2 separate regions of the Bos taurus genome follow, and region 1 is linked to region 2. The links are chromatin contacts, called in public Hi-C maps. All regions are on one chromosome and are shown on one strand. Each heading gives the region's core, a stretch centred on a gene start, on an enhancer-like site or on the middle of the called end of the contact. The rest is flanking DNA. Distances are from core to core; before and after follow the strand shown. Region 1 overlaps KDM2A (lysine demethylase 2A). Region 2 has its middle 23 kb from the start of RHOD.

Region 1 (6,189 bases), core at 2,651-5,150, 66 kb after region 2:
GAAACAAACCAGGCAGTAAACATAGGTGTTCAGGGACTATTTGAATCTCAGAGGATGTTCATTGGCTAATGAAAATAAGTTAAGACATTTGTTGAGTTGAAGGACAAACTGAATATTTCTGAGTTCATTATTGTTTCCATTTTTAGTGGGTGGTATTTTCCATTTTCTTTATGTGTGAATAATTTGAAGATTATTTCCTAATGATCAGTCCTTCCAAAATTCCCTTTTCTGCTCTGGGAGATAAAAATTAGAAAAAGCAAACATTTTATATTCCTTTTAGATAATGATTTCACTTAACTCAGAGTAACTTTTGAATGTCAGAGAGTAAGAGTGCTAAGTTTAAGAAGCATTCTGTGGTTACAAGAAGGAGGTGAAGATTTGAGAGTGGGACAGAAAGGAGAGTGAGGAATTACACATCTCTTTTTCCCAGCTACTTAAGAAGTAAAACCCCCAAGGTGACTTGGACATTGACAAATGCTGTTATTTCCAGTTTCTCTGATGGTTTGACTGGGCTTCTTTTAGAGGATAAACTGATCGAAAATTTGCATGTTGGTAGAACATGTAATATTGCTGAGTACTGCTTTTGCCAGTATCCAAGAAGAAAAGTGTATGTATGTATATTCTAGTAAAAACCTTTAGGGGAATGAAAATGTACTTTTTCTGTAATGTCTGAACTCAGATTATTTCTCTTCAGGATGGTGTTGGGATGCCTGTCTTCATCCTGAATTTCACAGACTGATTTTGCTGCTTACACCAGTTTTTTCTCTTATAGAATTGTGGCACCATCATGATTAGTTGTGCAGCAAGCACACTGAACAGTTGATTATTCCAAACAGTATGCAGAAAAGCAGGGGGTGTTGATGGCAGAGATCCAGCACTGTAACTCATTTCTCAGCCAGTTGGGTTTTTGGAGGACATATTTGTGGTTGAGTAAGTGTATCCTGACTCAGGATTTTAGGATCATTCTGTACATACTAAGTATTTGACATTAGTTCTGAGGGAACTTTAGGGGAGAAGTTCACTTTGTGTTGTATATCCCTCTCCTTTTGAGCATTCTGCCTTCTCAGCTGTCTTTTTTTCTTTTTTTAAAATCAGAGACTTAGATGTGAATAAACTTCTTGCCAAATTTCTATTTATGGATTACTCTGTCTTGTTGGAATTACTGTGATCTGCTAATGTTTTGTATATATAGAAAATGTTCTTTGTGCTGTTGGTCTCTGCATAAGTTGATCTTCAGTTAGCCCAGAAATATTTGGAGGCTGAACTGTCAACAAAAGAAATGCAAGCTTTTCAGCTATGTAGTTGATAAGTACACGTTCTTTGTAATACAGTAACGCAGTTGTGTTAAAATTAAGCATGTGTCTTCCTTTATCCTTGTCCTCAAGCCTCTTACTATTTTAGGGGCAGCGGGTGTGTCATCTAAAGGTAGAAATGGGCCCAAGGGTTAGTCACTGTAAGGCAGTGATTCCTCCTGTTTCTGTACTACCTTAGGACGTTGCCATTAAAATCTCATGAGATGTAATGAAGTTACCACATTTTTCTAAACAAACAACTTTTATTTTTGAAAAATGGTATTCACCCTCTGTTAAGGAGAGTCTCAGTAACCCAGTGGGGAGGAGTTTAGTTCAGTTCAGTTGCTCAGTCGTGTCCGACTCTTTGCGACTCCATGGACTGCAGCATGCCAGGCTTCCCTGTCCTTCACAATCTCATGGAGCTTGCTCAAATTCATGTCCATTGAGTCAGTAATCCCATCCATCCATCTCATCCTCTGTTGTCCCTTTCTCCTGCCTTCAATCTTTCCCGGCATTAGGGTCTTTTCTAATGAGTCGGCCCTTTGCATCAGGTGGCCAGTGTATTGCTGCTTCGGTTTCAGCATCAGTCCTTCTAATAAATATTCAAGGTTGATTTCCTTTAGGATTGACTGGTTTAATCTCCTTTCAGTCCAAAGGACTCTCAAGAGTCTTCTCCAGCACTGCAGTTCAAAAGCTACAGAGGTCACTGCTACAGAGGAGCAATATAGAATCTATATCCATAGTCCTTGGCACTTAGTAGATGTTCAGTAAAGTTATATTGAATGAGAAAACATTTCTTCTCTTAAGTCGAGCCTTCACCAACCATTCTACTACTCCTTCCTCTTGGACTTTAATAAATTCTGTACCTACCTGTCTTAATGCATATCACATTAATGGTAATACTGTAATTTACTTACATGTCTGTCTCCCCCTACTGGCCAGAAATCTTAGCACTAGACTGTGCCTTTTATCTTTGTATGCAGAGCATCTGGCTTTAACTCCATAATGAGTGCCCTGTTTTATGAATGAGTAAGTGTTCAAATAATTTTTATATCACAAACACATGTACACACATAGAAAGGTGGTAGGCAGTGATTCATCTACATATGTACCTGCCCCATTGTGTGATCTTACAGTAATATCGGGTTTTCAAAAATATGGAAAGAAAGAAAATGAGAACAACACCTTCAAGCTTAGTTGATTTTTAGGATATATATGTAGTCATACTTTTGTGAAGGGGACCAGTTGAGAACCTGAGCTTGCTTCTTTCTTTGAAGATGTATAAGAGCTTATTAAGCACTTATCAAGTAGGGATTTGGTGTGTGTTGGAAAGGTTCAGATGTAATCTGTATCGCTTTATAAATTGATAAAAAGATGCCCCCAAACTTTTTCTTTAAAGCAGTATCATGATGTGGGACATGAAAATACACTTGTTACTTGGCTTCTTATACCGTCAGCAGCAAAGAGGCTGTGTAATTAAAACTTTTCTCTAAGGTAGTGAGGTAGATCTGCCTCAGATCAGAACTTAGAGACAGTAGGAAATGTGAATCTTGGTTTAAAAAAAAAATGTTGGCAACGTCATCTTTACAGAAAGTGTGTGATAAATGTCCCTGACTACAAATATAGAGAATGAAAACAAATTTTAATTAGCATATATAATAAACGTACTAGGTTCAAAGCACTCTTTGATGTAAAGTAGTCTGTGGTTAGAAATTGCAATATTTTTATTTCAGCCAAAATAACTGAATGTCCAGGAAGTTAAGTAAAAGCTAGAATTAGAAGTTAGGATTGGTGAAATGTTAAATAACATTTAAAGGAAATGTTGTATCCCTTAGCACGTATCAGAAACCTCCCTCCCTTGGGAAGATATTTTGCTGATCTTTGTACCAGGCATGGTGTTCTGGTTTATAGACTGCTTCGTTGTCAACAGCCCCACCACTTCACCTCCTTGCTCTGCCAGAGCCATTTCATTTGTCTGGGATCTCCTCCTGTGACAGTTATTTCAGCTGCCCCAAGCCCCTGGTCTGGCCAGAGTTCGTTGCTTAGTGATTTCAGTAGTAGAGAGAGTAGTGGTTAAGACCACAGGTTTTAGAATTGGGTTCCAGTCCCAGCTGTACCACTTAATAGCTTTGTAACTTGGGCAGGTTACTTCTGTCCTTCATTTGCCTTTTGTCATACAAAAGAGAGGATAGTATCCTTACATGTGTTAATACATGCAGAATGCTTGTTACAGTACTTGGCACATAGTCAACACTGGAATGTTAACTGCTGTTACTACTGTTGCTTTGTCCTGGCATCATAGTTCACCTTCAAAGCAGTAGCCCTTCTGGGTGTCATTAATTAAAAAGCAACTGCCTTTTCATACTTTATACAATTTCTTCATTCTCTTGACTCCTTTGATCCCTTGGGGAATGGTAATTGCCTAAGCTCTCCAGAAATAACTGCCTTAACATCTGGTTGATTGAGATACACGGAGATTTGTTTAATATGGGGGCGGCGGTGCGTGGGCAGGACAGGAGGATGATGTGGAAGTCCCTTGGAGGGCTGTCCTGCCAACCCACCACTCGTGCCTCTCAGTGTCCCTGGTCAGGACAGAGGTGGGGCTATGGGTCAGCAAAATGTGAACACAGTATAAGGTAAGAGAGAGCAAGGCTGAGAATCAGGTGGTGAGGACTTTATTGTAGAGCACAGAGGGACCTTGTATTATTTACCTCCAAGGGAAAATTAGGATCTAGAGAGGTTAAATGATTCACTTAACTGCCTAAGATCACACAGTAAAGTGTCTGTAGTAGAATTGACAAGGGATAAGCTCTCCCTTTAGATAGTTCAGCTTTCTTGTTTTTCTGTTTTCTAAAAGGGTAAACTTAGGTCAGTTTTACCTTTCTTCTTTGTAAAATAATTCCACCATATTTCCTGATTCTCAGAAGTTACCGTAGGCAAAACCTATTTGATATAAAATGAAGGAATTATACAGTGACTCTTAAAGGGAGATTTTTGATATATTGCATTATTTTTAGAAATTGTAAGATATTTGCAACAAAACTTGCCATTCTAACCATTTTAAGCAAATTAATTCAGTGGTGTTAATTCAGAGTATTGTGCTGCCATCATTACTGTTTCCAAAACAAAATTACCCCAGATAGAAATTGTATAATCGTAAAACTGTAACTTCCCATTCCTCCTCCCCCCAGCCCCTGGTAATCTCTAATCTCTTTCTGTCTCTATGAATTTGTCTACTTTAGGTACCTCATAAGTGGAATCATACAATATCTTTTTGTCTGACCTGTTGCACTTAGCATAATGTCTTCAGGGTTTACCCATGTTGCTGCACGTGTCAGATCTCCATTTCATTTTATAGCTGAATAATATTTTGTTGTATATATAAATACTACATTTTATCTGTCAATGGAAATTTGGGGCTGTTGCCATCTTTTTTTTTTTTGACCATCAAAAAAAACAATTTTGGCATTATGAACACTGGTGGTGTAGTGTCTGAGTCCCTGCTTTTGGTTGTTTTCTTTTGGTTCTAGAAGTAGAATTACTGGGTCATATGGCAATTCTGTGTTAAATTTTTTGAGGAATTGCTGTACTTCTTTTTCACACAGGCTGCAACCAGCAATGCATAAGCGTTCTAGTTCCCCACTTCCTTGATAACTCTTGTTATTTTGTGGGGTTTTTTTTTTGTTTTTTGTTTTTTCTTTTTTGGTGATAGGAATCTCAATGGATGTGAAGTAGTATCTCACTATGGGTTTGATTTGTGGTGATGTTTGGCATCTTTTCCAGTGCGTATTGACCATTTGGGTGTCTTCTTTGGAGAAATTCCTATTAAGTCCTTTGCCCATTTTTGAATCGGGTTGTTTCTTTTGTTGTTGAATTGTAAGAGTCCTTTATATATGCTAGATCCCATGTCAGATGTATGGTTTGCAGGTATTTTCTCCTACGGTTTCTTTTCACTCTGTTGATAGTGTTTTTTGTACAAATTTTACAAATTTTGATGAAGTCCAGTTTACCTGTTTTTTTTTCCTTTTGCTTTTGATGTCATTAAAAAAAAATCCTCTTTAAAGCTAATGCTGTGAAGATTTTCCCTTGTTTACTTCTAAGAATTTTATAGTTTTAGCTGTTATGTTGAGGTCTTTGATGTGTTTTGAGTTAATTTTTTGTACTAAATGAAATGGTTTAAGGTAAAGGTCTAACACATTCTCTTGCAGGCAGATACCTAGTTTCCCTTGCATCGTTTGTTGAAAATGTTTTTAATCTTAATAAACTTAAGTCTTACAGCTACGTGTGGCTAGCAGCTAACATTTTGGACAGCTCAGATCTAGCTGATCGTTTAATTTTTCTCCTTTAATCTGTTAATGTGGTGAATGACATTAGTCGATGGAGTGGAAATTCTCAGAACTAACAGACTGCTTTTGCGTTTCTGGCACAGCATGGTGGTTCCTGATACTTAAGAGCTTTTTTTAGTCACTTATCTATGTGTCCTTTCGTATCAAGTCAACTGAAATGGCGATGAAAATTTAGAAAAAAATTGTGCTTTCTCAAAAAATGTTATTACGCAAGATTTGGTCTGTGTCAGACTTTATTCTTATATCGTAAAAATACATTGCTTTACTTAAATATGTGCATTGTATTAACCTTTTTTCTGTTACAGACTGCCCATCATTATTTTGTATTGAGATAGAATTCATATGCTATTCAATTCACTCTTTTAAAGTGTACAACTCAGGGAGTTCCCTGGTGGTCCAGTGGCTAAGACTCCACATTCCCAGCACAGGGGGCCTGGGTTCAGTCTTGTTCAGGGAACTAGATCCACATGCCACCACTAAGAGCTCGCATACCGCAACAAAGAGTGAAGATGCCACATACTGCAATTCAGACCCAACGCAGCCAAATATTT
Region 2 (5,669 bases), core at 1,409-3,908:
TTCCTGAAGGACTGGGGTGACTCCTCAGACTGAAGCTCTGTTCCATCAAAGTGCTAGCGAGGTTTTTATTCAGAATTGTTAACGGGGATCCAGGAATCAGTCAACGAACTCTTTCTGGATTATTCTATGACACTCTTGGTTTCAGATACATTGATTCATTGTCAGATCAAGATTAGTAACAGTGACTAACTAAATGGGTGATGCCTGGGCTTCCTCTTCTGTGAAGGGGCAGTGGTAATACCATTGCTGGCTCACAGGTTGGAAGGGGTCATAACTCCCAGCCTAGTGACTGTGCAGCAGATGAGCCCAGTGGGTGTGATTAGTGACATCATTATTGGCATCTTGCAGGCCAGAGCCAACCCAGAGGGCAGCTCTGCTGCAGAGCTTATGACACTGTGGAGGGCCCTGTGGGGCTCCTGGGCACAGGACCTTTCTGTGTCCCCCATGTCTTTGATTATAGGGAACAGCCTTCATTCAGCCTCCATGACCTTCCCTGAGTTCTGATGGGCAGATCCAAGCAGTTGTTAATCAGGGAAGGGAGGGGTTGGGGTAGAAACAGTCAAGAGCAGCCTTGGGGTAAGATCTTGTTTCTGCATCAAAGGATACACACAACAATGTCTTTGAGCTATTTTGCAGATACTGAAACCCCCTCCAGGTATGTGTATGCTCAGTCAAGTCCAAGTCTTTTCGACCCCAAGGACTGTAGCCCACCAGGCTCCTCTGTCCTTGAAATTTTTCAGGCAAGAATACTGAAGTAGGTTCCCATTCCCCACTCCAGGGGAATCGTCCCAACCCAGAGATCAAACCTGCCTTTCTTGCATCTCCTGCATTGGCAGGCGGGTTCTTTACCATTGTGCAACCTGGAAAGCCTTCATATTACACTTGATTTTAGCCAAAAGGTCAAGAAGGGATGGGAGAAGTTAATGATTAATGATGATATACTGCCCACAAGTATGTAGATGACACAACCTTAAGGCAGGAAGGGAAGAGGAACTAAAAAGCCTCTTGATGAAAGTGAAAGAGGAAAGTGAAAAAGCTGTCTTAAAACTCAACATTTAAAAAATGAAGATCACGACATCTGGTCCCATCACATCATGGCAAATAGATGGGGAAACAGTGGAAAATAGTGAAAGACTTCATTTCCTTGGGCTCCAAAATCACTGCAGATGGTGACTGCAGCCATGAAATTAAAAGACGCTTGTTCTTTGGAAGAAAAGCTATGATCAACCTAGACAGCATATTCAAAAGCAGAGACATTACTTTGCTGACCAAGTCCATCTAGTCAAAGCTATGTTTTTTCCAGTAATCATGTATGGATTTGAGAGTTGGACCATAAAGAAAGCTGAGTGCCAAAGAACTGATGCTTTTGAACTGTGGTGTTAGAGAAGACCCTTGAGAGTCCCTTGGACTGCAAGGAGATCCAACCCGTCAATCCTAAAGGAAATCAGTCCTGAATATTCATTGGAAGGACTGATGCTCAAACTAAAGCTCCAATACTTTGGCCACCTGATGCGGAGAACTGACTCATTGGAAAAGACCCTGATGCTGGGAAGGATTGAAGGCGGGAGGAGAAGGGGATGACAGAAGATGAGATGGTTGGATGGCATCACTGATTCAATGGACATGAGTTTGAGCAAGCTCCAGGAGTTGGTGAACAACAGGGAAGCCTGGCGTGCTGCTGTCCATGGGGTTCCAAAGAGTCGGACACGACTGAGCAACCGAACTGACTAACTGCCCACAAGGATGTAGATCCCAACCAGGTGGATCTGAAGGTTGAAAATGCGGACTCCTGCTGACCTCACCACCAAGCCATCAGAAGAGTGTCCAGGAGCTGATCACACCCTCTTAGAACAATTTCTATAAAACTTGTCACTATCTTCCCCAAGTGGGGATATTTAAAGGGCATGAGCCCACTGTGTCATCCTTTGCCTGGCAATGCAATAAAGTTATCCTTTTCTACTTCACCCAAAACCCCGACCCTGAGATTTGATTCAGCACGGGTGCACAGAGAAGCTGAGCTTGTAGCATCACTTAACACCAGCTACTGAGGGATCTTTGTGGGTGGGAATGCTGCTCCATGTCTCCCACCACTCCAGTCACCCAGGACTGTTTAGGGCTCACCTTGAACACCCCCTTTGGGGGGCCACTCTCTACCAGCTCCCAGTGCTCCCAGCAACCCTAATGGCTCAGAGAGTAAAGAATCCGTCTGCAATGTGGGAGCCCTGGGTTCGATCCCTGGGTTGGGAAGATCCCCTGGAGAAGGGAATGGCATCCCACTCCAGTATTCTTGCCTAAAGAATTCCATATTTGGGCTTCCCTGGTGGCTCAGATGGTAAAGAATCCACCTGCAATGCAGTAGCGCTGGGTTCAATCCCTGGGTTGGGAAGATCCCTGGAGAAGGGAATGGCTACCCACTTCAGTATTCTGGCCTGGAGAATTCCATGGACAGAGGAACCTGCCAGGCTATAGTCCATGGGGTCGCAGAGTCAGACAGGACTGGGCAAATTTCACTTTCACTTTTCAAGGGTTCTCTTAACAGAGAAGTGAGGAATGCAAAGCTCCTTGGGATTCAAATCTCCAGGAATTCCATGATCTCAACTGCTGCAATACACCAACCCCCTTTCTGCCCCCAGCAGCCTTCCTGGAGCTCTCCGGTCCACTGAGTGCCCCGCCTCTCAACATCTGAGCTGTGCTGCCAGGCTCAGGGCTCACTGACCAACAGAGGAAGCACTCGGTGGGGGGGGGGAGGGGGGCGGGAGCAGCAAAGCAGAGGCACCAGGGTGAAAAAGGAAAGGAAGGAAATAGGGAAGGAAGGGAGGGAAGCGAGAGAGAATGAACAATTTGGGAAATAATTTTATTTTTATAACAAAAATTAATCAAAGCACTTTGCCTCCATGATCTTCCTTCCCTAACCTAATCATGAGAAAAAACACCAGTGGACAGATATTTCATAAGCTATCTGAGAGGTTGTCCTCAAAACTGCCAAGGTCATCAAAAATGAGGAAACTCTGAGAAACTGCAACACAGAGGAGCCCAAGGAGATAGGAAAACCAAGAATTCCCTGGCAATCCAGTGGTTAGGACTCCACAATTTTACTGCCAAGGACCCAGGTTCAGTCCCTGGTTGGGGAACTAAGATCTCATAAACTGCAAAGTGCACAGCGTGGCCAAAAAAAAAAAAAAAAAGCAAGCCAAACGTGTGGTGTGCTGGATGAGACCCTGGGATAGAAAAAGATAAAAAGAAAAGGTAAAAACTGATATATTAGGTATTGCTGCTGCTGCTGCTAAATCGCTTCAGTCGTGTCGGACTCTGTGCGACCCCATAGACGGCAGCCCACCAGGCTCCCCCGTCCCTTGGATTCTCCAGGCAAGAACTCTGGAGTGGGTTGCCATTTCCTTCTCCAATGCAGGAAAGTGAAAAGTGAAAGTGAAGTCGCTCAGTCATGTCCGACTCTTAGCGACCCCATGGACTGCAGCCCACCAGGCTCTTCTGTCCATGGGATTTTCCAGGCAAGAGTACTGGAGTGGGGTGCCATTGCCTTCTCCTATATTGCTGCTAAGTCACTTCAGTTGTTTCCGACTCTGTGAGACCCCATAGACGGCAGCCCACCAGGCTCCCCCGTCCCTTGGATTCTCCAGGCAAGAACTCTGGAGTGGGTTGCCATTTCCTTCTCCAATGCAGGAAAGTGAAAAGTGAAAGTGAAGTCGCTCAGTCATGTCTGACTTTTAGCGACCCCATGGACTGCAGCCTACCAAGCTCCTCCGTCCATGGGATTTTCCAGGCAAGAATACTGGAGTGGGTTGCCATTGCCTTCTCCGTCTCCTATATTAGGTATTAGATATTAGGTAAAACTAAGGAAATCTGCTAATGTATCAGTGTTGGTTCATTGAAGTGAAGTGAAGTTGCTCAGTCGTGTCCGACTCTTTGCAACCCCATGGACTGTAGCCTACCAGGCTATGCAGTCCATGGGATTTTCCAGGCAAGAATACTGGAGTGGGCTGCCATTTCCTTCTCCAGGGGATCTTCCCAACCCAGGGATCGAACCCGGGTCTCCTGCATTGCAGACAGATGCTTTACCGTCTGAGCCACCAAATGTAACAAATGCACCTTATATTTGTACAGACAAATATAAGGTGCTAACGGGGGAAAACAAGATGCAAGTGTAAATAAAATTCTCTGTATGATCTTATTCTTTGTTAATATAACATACAGTTTCTAAAATAAAAAGGTTATTTAAAAATTAGTCCAGGACATCCCTGATGGTCCAGTGGTTAAGAATCCGCCTTCCAATGCAGGGGACACGGGTTCAATCAGTGGTTGGGGAACTAAGATTCCTCGTGCCATGGGGCAACTAGGCCCAAGTGGCACAACTACTGAGCCCTGACACTCTGGAGCCTGCTCGCCACAAGTGGAGAGAAGCCCATCCCGAATGCCGCAACAGAGACCATCCCACCAGTGGCTCTTGCATTGCCCCGCTCCGTCTTCAGCCCAGCTGCAGAAATTCTCCAGGGTTCCCCCATCCTACCTGGCTTTGCCTGAAATTCTTCTCTCACCTCCACCACAATGCCCCATGCCAGGGCCCAGCCTCATGCACAGGTGACCAGAGACCACTGCCCCGTAAGGCTGATCTGGATAGAATTTTGGCCAGAGGCAGAAGGAGGCTAATTGTGGTTCTGGAGAAGACTCTTGAGAGCCCCTTGGATAGCAAGGAGATCTAACCAGTCAATCCTAAAGGAAATCAACCCTGAATATTCATTGGTAGAACTGATGCTGAAGCTGAAGCTCTAATACTTTGGCCATCTGATACGAAGAGCCAATTCATTAGAAAAGACCCTGATGCTGGGAAAGATTGAAGGCATGAGAAGGGAGTGGCAGAAGATAAGATGGTTGGATGGCATCACTGACTCGATGGACACGAGTTTTAGGAAACTCTGGGATATAGTGAAGGACAGGGAAGCCTGGTGTCAGTCCGTGGGGGTTGCAAAGAGTTGGACACAACTTAGCGACTGAACAACAAATAGGGAGGCTGTAGCCAGGTGGTCCGGGGATCAGGGCCGCTTCTGGCCGGTGGATAGCTGTGTCTTATTGTCTTGTCCCCAGCAGATGCCCTGGCCTCCCTGACAGGAGCCCTGCAGTTTGTGCCCTGCCCTGGCAGGCCTTTGATACCTGCATAATCCTTTCTGCTGAGGAGGCCCGCTATGGGGTGTGAAGAGGGGCCAGTGAGCTGGAAGAGCCTTGGGAGCAGCTCCGCTGGACACCCAGAGACCCTGGGAGGAGTGAACTGGTGTCCTGGGCCCTTAAAAACCAGGGTCACTCAGGCAGGCCGTCAGCCCAGGGGCGGGGCCGTGCCCTGGGACTCCGAATTGAGTTCACTGGGACCAAGGGCTTAGATGTGATTCCAAACTGTGTTTGGATAACTGACTGACCCTGACTCCTGGGCCAAGGGAACTTGGGCTCTGGCAGACCTGGCACAGCGAGAGTGAGAATGTGTGAGCAAACCCATTAGGGGTTGTTTACCTCTCCATTGTCTGAAGCCAGTGTCTGTTTGTTTAAACTTCAGGAGGTCTCTTGCGGGTTCATTTGGGTCTTTGCTGCAGTTGGGAACTTGAATTTCACAAGTATGTGTGAATTACACCCATCTTATCTGTCTTGCCTGAAAGTAGAGCAGT

What was found. Hi-C and Micro-C count contacts between places; a contact is called where the count stands out from the background.
Region 1: a Hi-C map of an unstated tissue shows a contact between it and region 2, with 4 times the contacts expected there. The contact joins two enhancer-like sites. A contact is called at or near these places in 3 of 11 Hi-C or Micro-C datasets (skeletal muscle, skin fibroblasts and an unstated tissue).

The regions. Positions count from the first base shown.
Region 1 is chr29:45,124,286-45,130,474 of ARS-UCD2.0, forward strand. The region is part of intron 2 of KDM2A (lysine demethylase 2A); the gene reads left to right. Among named protein-coding and RNA genes, the nearest start is that of TRNAS-GGA, 30 kb to the right of the region's middle. Within about 2 kb of position 3,901, at least 5 of the 102 cell types and tissues checked have an H3K27ac peak or open chromatin away from gene starts, as enhancers often do.
Region 2 is chr29:45,059,968-45,065,636 of ARS-UCD2.0, forward strand. No RefSeq gene overlaps it. Among named protein-coding and RNA genes, the nearest start is that of RHOD, 23 kb to the left of the region's middle. Within about 2 kb of position 2,659, at least 5 of the 102 cell types and tissues checked have an H3K27ac peak or open chromatin away from gene starts, as enhancers often do.